2 separate regions of the Mus musculus genome follow, and region 2 is linked to region 1. A link is a contact called in public HiChIP or PLAC-seq data. All regions are on one chromosome and are shown on one strand. Each heading gives the region's core, a stretch centred on a gene start, on an enhancer-like site or on the middle of the called end of the contact. The rest is flanking DNA. Distances are from core to core; before and after follow the strand shown. Region 1 has its middle 210 kb from the start of Gm30957. Region 2 holds the start of Gata3 (GATA binding protein 3).

The links. HiChIP or PLAC-seq counts read pairs in DNA pulled down with a chosen protein or histone mark.
Region 2: a contact with region 1 is called in an H3K27ac HiChIP or PLAC-seq map of a colorectal cancer cell line, with 12 times the contacts expected there. The contact joins the promoter of Gata3 here to the enhancer-like site in region 1. A contact is called at or near these places in 15 of 39 promoter capture datasets (the 3T3-L1 cell line, 3T3-L1-derived adipocytes, the C10 cell line and 10 more), 9 of 484 Hi-C or Micro-C datasets (3T3-L1-derived adipocytes, the HPC-7 cell line, the N1E-115 cell line and 4 more), 12 of 115 datasets of contacts at active chromatin or transcription factors (the SCID.adh cell line, T-cell acute lymphoblastic leukemia, acute myeloid leukemia and 7 more) and 1 of 9 other capture datasets (adipose tissue).

What each region holds. Positions count from the first base shown.
Region 1 is chr2:8,732,163-8,737,041 of GRCm38.p6, forward strand. No RefSeq gene overlaps it. Among named protein-coding and RNA genes, the nearest start is that of Gm30957, 210 kb to the right of the region's middle. Within about 2 kb of position 2,534, at least 12 of the 459 cell types and tissues checked have an H3K27ac peak or open chromatin away from gene starts, as enhancers often do. A contact at or near this core is called in the N1E-115 cell line, a colorectal cancer cell line, pancreatic cancer cells and 1 more, where this site is marked.
Region 2 is chr2:9,875,659-9,880,537 of GRCm38.p6, forward strand. Gata3 (GATA binding protein 3) reads right to left here and starts at 2,942. Exons shown (of 6, transcript NM_008091.3): 1 at 2,747-2,942; 2 at 1,694-2,326. The coding sequence starts at 1,931.

The DNA of each region.
Region 1 (4,879 bases), core at 1,284-3,783:
ACAGTGTATATTCCCCTATAGGAGAGCACAAAAATGCCATACAGAGTCTGTGAATTTATTTGTCGTATACTTTGGGTACAACTTAATTTAAAAGCATTGGAAATGAAGCAAGTGTACACGGGGCCAATATTCTTTATTTGGAATATGTATCTATGTACAAATATACACCCTTGAGTTCTGATAACACAGTGTCATGTTTCAGACTTGGGTTTAGGTTTACTTGGTGTTGTGGCCTGATGAACAGATGATTCTTGGCTTCTAAGAAATTGAAAGATTTTAAGAATTGGAAGAGAGGAAGAGACCCATGAAATAAATTTGCTGGGGATGGAAAGATGAGGTGGTTCAGTGGTAAAGAGCACTATTTGCTGTTCCAGAGGACCTAGGTTCAACTCCCAGCTCCCACATGGAAACTTAAAAAGTTTCCTAAGGAAACCCGACACACACATGGTATACAGACACACATGTAGGCAGAACATCTATTACATAAAATAAAGGTTAAAAGCATTGAAACAGAAAGAGAAAAGAAATGAGACCTTCTGATTAAGATATGGCTGACATAATCAGAAATACATAACAGCTATGGCTCCCAGCACATGATAGGCATTTTTACAGAGCTCAGTTGTACTAAGAATTTTCTGACCTTGAGAATATTTGCAGGAAAGTGCTTAGTTAGCAAATTCAGGAGACCTACTTTCCTCTTGCCACTCTTCCATAAAAGTCAGCGTGCTTGAGTGTGACACACTGTTTTGACTTCCTTAGCTGAATTAATTCAGGTATAAGCCAACGTCTCAAGGTGTTTTCCCATTTAAGACTACAACTTAGCATTTGTTTCATAATCAGTAAATGAGTTTGATCTTAGAGTTTATGATTCAAAGCTATTTTTTCTCTAAACTTCAATACTGTTAAAATAACATATTTTATTCCAGCAGAAAAAACCCTGGTTGGGGAAGGTTTCCAACTGGGGCAGTGTTTTTGAGGTCTTTTCAAATAGTAAATAAGTTCACATGACTCTCACCTGTATTCTGTGGTCAGTACTTATGTTTAGTCTTCTGACTCAAGCTCACCTGCCCTTCACACTCACATTCCTATGTCTTAGACTATGCATTTTTCACACACAGATACCAAACATTTAAACAATGTACACACTAATAGTGGAGCTTGAATCGTCTTGCAAATTGTCTGTTATCTTGTTAGCTGTGAAAACACTTATTAGATTTGGAAAAGTTGTAAACATAGTACTGAATTCACTGATGATGTAAATATTACTAGTTTCTACATTATTTTAATATATCTTCAAACATATCCTTAACAAAGAGCAGGAAGAGATTTGTAAATCTGTGTCCTGGTGTTTGTCTTAAGGCTGTCAAGGTATTGCTAAAATGAATATATAAGCTTTTAGAAGCTGGATGTCTGTAAAAATAGCCAATTCTGAAACAACAAATATGATTGTGGAGCTCCATTAATGGAAAGGTTATAGAATTACCCTAAAAATTTGCAAGTGAATAACTATAACAACCATTTTAATAAAATAAAACCATTTGATAATATCTTTTAAATGCTCTATAACTTAGCTGTATAAACTTGTCTTAATTTTTTTGCAAAACAAAAATCATGAAATTTTCAAGTGATGCATTTATGAATAATAAATCTACTATATGCAAATACCAAACTGTATAGTGAAACAATTGCTCTCACAGTAAAATTACAAACTAAAATATTTTTCAGTACTGAAAATTGACACAGTGACAAAAATTATTGTCTTTGTTTTTAAACGTTCATAAATATAAAATAAAGTATCATTACAGTATTGAATTCTACATAAAAATATGGAATTTATTGAGAGACACCTCTGCCTATTCTTTCATAGCTAGGCACAGTTAAAACAATGTTATTTTATTTAATTTGTCTCCTTTAAAAAAAGGCAATCAACATCAAGCTGAATGCTTAGACAAATAATACATGGGAGAGAGACATATATAACTCAATGAAAAGAGAACAGTCAAAGGATACTATGCGAGTTTCTAATTCAGGATACTTTTAAATTTTACTGGCCATGAGTCATGGTCATGGCATAAAATCCTTCATATTAAAAAGAACACTAATAACAAGAGAATGTTAGCCAATATTACTTTCATCCTCTTTCCCTTTACAGTGATTTTTTTTTTCACACTTCAACGCCTTATTGAGTCTGTGTCATATCCTGTCTAACTGCAGGATACATTTATTTTTATTTGGTTCCTCGGAATGCAAGACTGGCAGTCAGATTTCACAGGGAAGATACGGAGTCATAACAAAGGGCTTAAAATTAGGGTGTCTTTCCCCCTATCTGGGTCGCAATTACAGATGACACTCTGTTTCCAGAACAAAATTATCTTTACTTTAATTTGATTTTGTAACAAGTTTAGAGGTTTGAAATTTTTTAAGTTCACCAGATAAAGTAACTTCTTGTGAATGGAACTCAAAAGATGAAGAGACAGATAAAGGAGTCAGGGCAGTGTCAATACAGAGAGGGTACAAATGGTACAGAGCTCAGGATGAAGCTGGAGAAGAGACAAGGAGCCTTTTCCAACTCTCACTCAGTCATATGCCCTTCTCTCTGCTTTATAATGGCCATGTCTTCTTGGTTATATGGTGATATATTTTATGTTTCAGGGGAAAAGAAGCAAAGATTTCCTTTCTGGTGAGGATTGAGCACATTTTGTTCTATTGATCACTAGAAGATGGGGAGTAAATTAGAAAAGGGGTGGCAGAGTGGTTAGGCACTAATGGTATCTTCAACCCCTGGACTTCAGGGTAGGTGAGAGAACAGCAAAGTGGGACATGGCTAGTGAAGGTTCCTGAAGAACTAGAATGTAGACTCTCTTCCTTCAGTCACTCGACTAGCTGATGGAAAGTCACAGAAATTGAGGCTCATTCAATAAAGTACTCCTCTAAGGTTTTAGAATAGAGTACAGCCATCAGGATTCTTGGAATCATGTGCTCAGCTTGGCACCATGAGGACATCAAACTGACCTGCTAAGGAAGAGCCACGTGCAGTCATACTGAATCTTCACTCTGGATTGAGTAACAAGTTTTTTTTTTTCCTTCTCTCTAAAATAAATACTGTCTGTCCTTTATAAATAGCAAGCACTGAATTTAAGCACTACTGTGCATCTTAGGATTCTTGGTAATTATATGTATTTAATGTGGTCGAAGAAATTTTATTTAAAAAAACCTCTAAATGGAAATTATTGTTAGCACAGGATGTTGAGTTCAGGTTTAAACAGCACTGTAGAGCATAAAGGTACACTGTGTTCATAATTGTTTCATTATTACAGTTTCACGGAGTCCTTCAAAGAAGGGGAGGCTGCTGCTGCTCAATTCTCCTGTAGGAAACGGAGGTTTAAGAAGTTGGCTAGTTTTCTCAAGAAGTCTTTCTCTCTCTAATACCTAGCATACTTCATATGTGTTTCTGGAATACAGTCCAGTCTTTCTTTGTTTTCTTCCTTATTTTATGTTCTATACTCTCCAAAATCCATAACTGAATATCTTGAACATCTTTAACTATTTAACTAGTTAACTTCCTGTGTCTCTAAGCTTTTCAGATGTTTGTCCAAGCAAACATGAAATCACATAGTTCATAACTTCTGTGCTTTATAAATAGTAGGCACTGTGCTTCAGTACGGAGTACATCTTAGATCTTCTTGATGAGCACATGCATTTATGTACTCCAAGAGGTTTGATTTAAGAAGAAAACCCTCAAAATAGGAATTATTGTCATCAGAACTTGTCTTTCGCAAGTAGTGATGAATGTAAAGTTGAAGGGATATATTCAGACTCGAGAAGCAACAAAGCTGTTTTTCACAGTGTAAGTCAGGCTCAGGGTAAATAATATAGGTAAATAAAAGCAAAAACTTTTGTGCTTCAGAAATTTTTAGGAAAAAATGACATGCACTTGATACTAAGTTGAGAGAGAGAGAGGGAGAGGGAGAGGGAGAGGGAGAGGGAGAGAGAGAGAGAGAGAGAGAGAGAGAGAGAGAGAGAGAGAGAGAGAGCATTGACCTCTGTAAAAGAAATGTAACTCACCACATTGCAGGGATTATAACCAAGATGTCTGCATCACCTTCTTTACCTCCTAAAGTAGTGATTCTGCTACACCTGTTGTGGCCAGTTTATGTTCTTACTCACATAATTCCTTCGGGTTTCTATATTTTTGTTTTATTCTGCCATTCAATTATGTTGCAATTCAATATAAGTCCATCTCCTCTGAGTGATGTTTTTCTTCTTAGGTGCAGCTCATAGGAAAATCTTCTCCTCTTGCATTCTCATAGTGCTGATGGATACCACTTACATAATAGTGTTGACTTGGTCTTCCATGTCTTTCCCACAGTATGCTCTGCTTTCCAGAGACCCAGCCTTCTGCCTCCCCTTTTCTTCCTCCCCTCCTCCCTCCCTCCCTGCCTTCTCCTCTCCCTCCCTCCTTCTCTCCCCCTCCCTCTCTCTCCTCTCTTTCTTCCCTCTTCCTTACTTCCTTTCCTCCCTCTATCCCTCTCTTCCTTCTTTCCACTTTCTCCTCTATATCCTTTCCGTCTGTCTCTTCTCTCCCTTCCCGCTCCTTCTTTCCCTCTCTACCTCCTTCTCTCCCCCTGCCCCCATCCCTCTCTCCTCCCATCCCCCTCCCCCTCTCTTTGTCTCTCCCTCCCTTTTTCCACTTTCTTTTCTACATCCTTTCCTCCCTCTCCATCTCTTCTCATCACCCTGCTACTCCTACTTTTTGTCTTTCTCTTCTTTCGTGACTCCTCACTTCATTCTTGAAGACTTGGGTCCTCTTAATGGCCAGATAAAGTAGCAAATGATTACTGGATGGATATGCATGCAAATGAATGAACCAGTAAGAAAT
Region 2 (4,879 bases), core at 1,692-4,191, 1.1 Mb after region 1:
TTTCTTCACCCATCCAACTCATAGGAAAAGAAAAGAAGTCCTTGGCTTCTTTTCCTGTTCTCTGGGGCGTTCTGTGAATTTTCACCTGAGACACAAAATTCCAGTTTATGTGTTTATTTCAAACGAAGGGTGACTCATACACACAGTGTGTTTAGCCTTCACTTAAAATACACAATGTTAAGGCGGTCATGAGTTGTCCAAGCCCCATACTCTCTGGTAGGGTAACCTTTAAACTCGGAGCGCAAATCTACACCCTTATTGATCTTTCAATCCAGTATCCGCCTCACCATTTGACATTCTAGTCAACCATTAAGAACAATACTGAAACTAAAATCTTAAGCGAGAGGAAGGGGGGGAGATCAAGAGAGATGGAGAATTCTCTTGAACGCCAAGGGTTAAGGTTCTTTTTTTTTTTTATGCAGGAAGTTGTATAGTAAATAACATTAGGTCTGATCTACCTCATTTCCACTTAACTGCTAATCTGCACACAACCCAAGCAAAGAGCGCCCCATCCGCAGAAATGTCTGTTTGAAATGTCTGTTTGAAACCTGGCGGCTCTAGGGTAGAGGATGCCTGCTGGCCAAAGGGGCTATGTCATAGGCGCCAAGGCTAACTCTGAGAAGGGAGACCTGAGCAGATCTCAGGTCTGAGCTAGCTAAGAAAAACCTCCCACCTTCTTTCCTTAAAATAAAAAAAAAAAAAAACAAACAATGTATTTTTGCTGGTTTAGGTGCATAAACATACATCTGGGGAGTGTTAAGAGTCTCCTGTCTCGACCACACAAGGTTGGGTTTCTTTCTTTTTCTCTTCTTTACACACCTCAGAACTCCCCTAAATTTTTCAAGGTGAATGGTTAGGGGGAGGCGGCAACTGGAAACACTCCTACTTAAAAAGAAACTTTGATGTAGCCTAAATCTTTGAGGAGCCTGAAGAAACTCCAGTAGGCCGGAGGAGAAAAGTCGGCCAGGATTGCTGGTAAGTAAACTAAAAGCAAAGACGTAGGAAAATTCTGTGTAGCCGGGAGTCTAAGCAAACCCGACTTCTCTTCAGCTTAAGGCTTTCCTCTCCCTGGACCGTGGCAACCACCAGAGTCTCTTCCTCACACCACCGGTAGGTAGGACGCCTAAAACTCAAATGCACTAGCTTTTGAGGGTGGAGAGCAAAAGGAAATAGAAAGAAATGCACGTATTTGGGCCTTTTCTGAAAATATAAATGGAGAAACAAAACGCAAGGCTCTGGCGAAAGACCCCTTCACCGGCTAACAAGAAGCTGGAAGTCCTTCGGGGGAGCCCAGTTCCAGGCCGGCCTGGCCCGCACTGCTGCCCGGCCTGAAAGGCTCGGCGCCTGCAGGCAGCGCTTGAGATTTCTCCCTGGCTGCAAAATCTACAACCTCGTGTGGACCAGGACTGCATTTCGGCGCTTGCCAGGTGAGTGTGCCTGGCCCCAAGGACACCGGCAAAGAGAGGTGCCTGCTACGTGCGCTCTTTTATTTAAAAAAGAAAAAAAGAAGAACTCTCCCAACCAGCGACACTGCTTCCTCGCCCATTTCCGGGCCCCCGATACTTTTTTTAAATGAACTAGTAACACACTTAGGAGCTTTGGCTTGCTCTGCCCAGCCAGGGTCTCTGGCGGTCTCGTGGACCCAGGAAAACAAACGCGGATCCAAAAGGTTCCAGCGCCAAGGTGGACTCACCGTGGTGGGTCGGAGGATACCTCTGCACCGTAGCCCTGACGGAGTTTCCGTAGTAGGACGGGACGTGGTTGCCTTGACCATCGATGTTAAAAAGTACGTCCACCTCTTCCGTCAGCGGATACTGAGCTTCCATGTACGAATGGCCGAGGCCCGGGTGGTGCGTGTCTGGGTGCTGACCGTTGAGGACCGCGGGGTGATGGTGGCTCACCCAGCGCGGCTGGTCCGCAGTCACCTCCATGTCCTCGGCTGTGCTCGCGCCCTCTCGCCCGGCCCGGAACCCTCGCGGGTAGAGGGAGGGCTGTCGGCCTGGGAGGTCCGCGGACTCCTGCCGTCGGAGGCCCAGGAGAGGGGTCGTTTAATGGTTTGTTTGCAGTTAAGGGTATAGAAAAGGAGAGCAAAAAGGAGGGTTTAGGGAGGAAAGAAAAATCTTTGCGGGATAGTTTAGCAAAAGAAAGGAAGGGAAAGAAGAAAAAGAAAAGAATGAGGGCGATCCCCCCCCCCAAAAAAAAAGCAGACACGGAGGAATAAAGGGGTCAAAAAAAAAAAAAAAAAAAGGAGGGAGAGAGGAATCCGAGTGTGACCACACTGCACACTGATTCCTTGGCGCTCAGAGACGGTTGCTCTTCCGATCACCTGCAAGGGAGAGAAAGAGAGACCTGAATGAGGTGTAAGAACTTTTAACACCTGAAATTCTGGAGGGCACTAGGTCTTCGCAAGCTTCCTGCAGGGCCGACTCACCCGGGACGTGCACACGCACGCGAAGACCCGGAGGGAAAGAAGCCAAGCTCCGCAGCACACCTCCGACAGCCAGGCTCGCAGGAGCCCAGGACTGACTAAGCAATTAAAACTTGGGGACAAGTCCTCCCTGGAGGACACCGGCCCCAGGATCTTTCCAACCACTACAAATCCTCCAAAAGGAGAAAGCTGAGCTTTTAGTTTACAAAAAACCAAACAAACAAACCCCCAAACACACACACACAAACAGTCCCTCCAAGAGGAGGGAGTGATATCAAACTTAAAAAAAAAAAAAAAGTCACAAGTCACAATACCAACCTGAGTAGCAAGGAGCGTAGAGGAGGAGGAGGAGGCGTGTGACCTGCCCGGTCAGATTGCGTAGCTCTCTATGTCTCGCTCTCTCAGTCTCTCTCTCTTTCTCCTCTCCCTCTCTCAGTATTTTTTTTTTACAGGGAATGCATTCTTTCTGAAACTATCAAGACGGCGCCAGGCAGCTCAGTGTTCGCAGACAGCTGTGGCGCGACGCAACTTAAGGAGGTTCTAGTGTCATCCGCGCCGAGGGGGAGGAGCCTGGCGCTGGCAGGAGGGGACACGATCCTCAGCACAAGGAAACTGCAACCCAAACCCGCTCCAGGACTTCACCTCCACCCCCATCCCATCCCCCCCACCCACCCCGGCACACCGCCGCCCCTCCTCCCGCCCCTCTACTGACCGGAAAGGGGCGCCGCCAAGGGCCGCCTAGGGCAGAGGGGCCGCGGGCAGGGTGGGCGAGGCCCGCCCGGGCTTGGGGCAGAGGGGACAGGCAGGAGGGAATTCGCTCTCTGGCCCTTTAAATGTAGCAAAGCCGATTCATTCGGGCTCAGTAGATTATTCCGTACGAGTGAAACCCGGCTGCCCCATTCATAAAGCTAATTTCCATAAGCAGACTTTTCGATACTTTTTTAAAAATGAGCAAACTTTTAAATTAGGATTCAAGCCAGAACGTTTTTCAGTTTATATCAGCTTAGGGGCTATGTGCATGTAAAACAGATTAGAAAAGTTTCATGGCGAAGTAACTGAAGATTTGCCTCCGAACCAGCTTTCCGGGAGGCTGCTGAATCGCGCGGAGGACCTGGGCTTTGATTCGGACGCCCGCGTTATTGTTATGGTCTCTGCTTGCTTTCCCAAACCTCTCCAGAACGAACAGCGTCAGCTGTTGCAGCTGTCTTTTTCGGATCTAATGATATCATCAATGTGTGCTTTTGACCTTAGTGACAACGCGATGCATAAAAAGCTGGCTTAGCGAGACCTAGGCTCACTGGTCCCCGAAGTACCGTGTACAACTAACTTGATCTTTGCTGCGATAGCCTAACTTTTCTCTTCGCCTAGCTCGGGGTGCTACTTTATTCTGCTTTCACCCGAGGAAAACGGTCCCCTCTATAATATCCAACCCTGACCTCCGGGGTGGACCCAGCCGCAACTTCCCTGGACATTTTGGGTCTCTGGGACAGGGTCTGGTGGGAGGGCCGCAAGCTGACACAGGAGAGAGGCTGGAAGACGCCCAGTAGAGAGGCTGGGCGGACGAGGGCGGGGCCATTTGTAAGGACCAATCATCGGGAGATACCACGACCGGGCCGCAGTCGCCCCGCCCCACGGGCTCCAACCTCTGCGGCCCTGTTCCGTCCTTTGAGTCACTGCATCCCCTAGTGGCGTTGAGGTTTCTGCAGCCTGGGTCCAGAAAACACTGCCCGGATGAGCAAGGTCCGAAAGAGACTTCGGGTGCACCCCAGGGCAGTGTAAGAGGTGTTCCCATTCCACCCTCCAGGGCAGAGAGCTTGGCTTTAGAGGGTTACTGGAACTGAAGGCGTCATCCCCTCTTCATTTCTTTACCCCATAATATTTCCCACTTATTCAAAACTTGGATTCCCGACAAGCCCTTTCTTAAAAGTTCCAAGTAACTTCTTCTATTCTACTGTGGAGAAAAGCCATCAATATCTACCTTGAAGCCAGTGGAGTGCGGGGAGAGGGAAGGTGCGTTCTTTTTACAATACAACCCTTGAAGAAGACAAAATTTATTTAGAAATGTGCCCTGCGGGCTTGGGTTTGGAGCTTCTCCTGACACCCCCCCCCCTTTTACATCTGATCTTTGACTGAAATCAAGGCTGAATTTCTAAATACAAATTACGAAGATACCTTTTTTTTAAAAACGAGTCTTCCCTCCCTTCTGAGTTCACCCTGCACCCCTTGGTCCCACGTTTATGAGGGCGGCCCAGTCTTAGAATATCGATTTTTTTACTTTCACTCTTTGACCAACCCATCTCTCCTGGGCCAATCAAGCTGCCAGCATCTCTTCCAGCTCACGGCGCTCTCAAAACCTTTTAATTATTTAGTTGCTGTCTAACATTCACCGGAAACCATTCCATAAACAAGCAGAGAAGACCGCACACACATTTTTGCTAAAAGGCCCGGGAT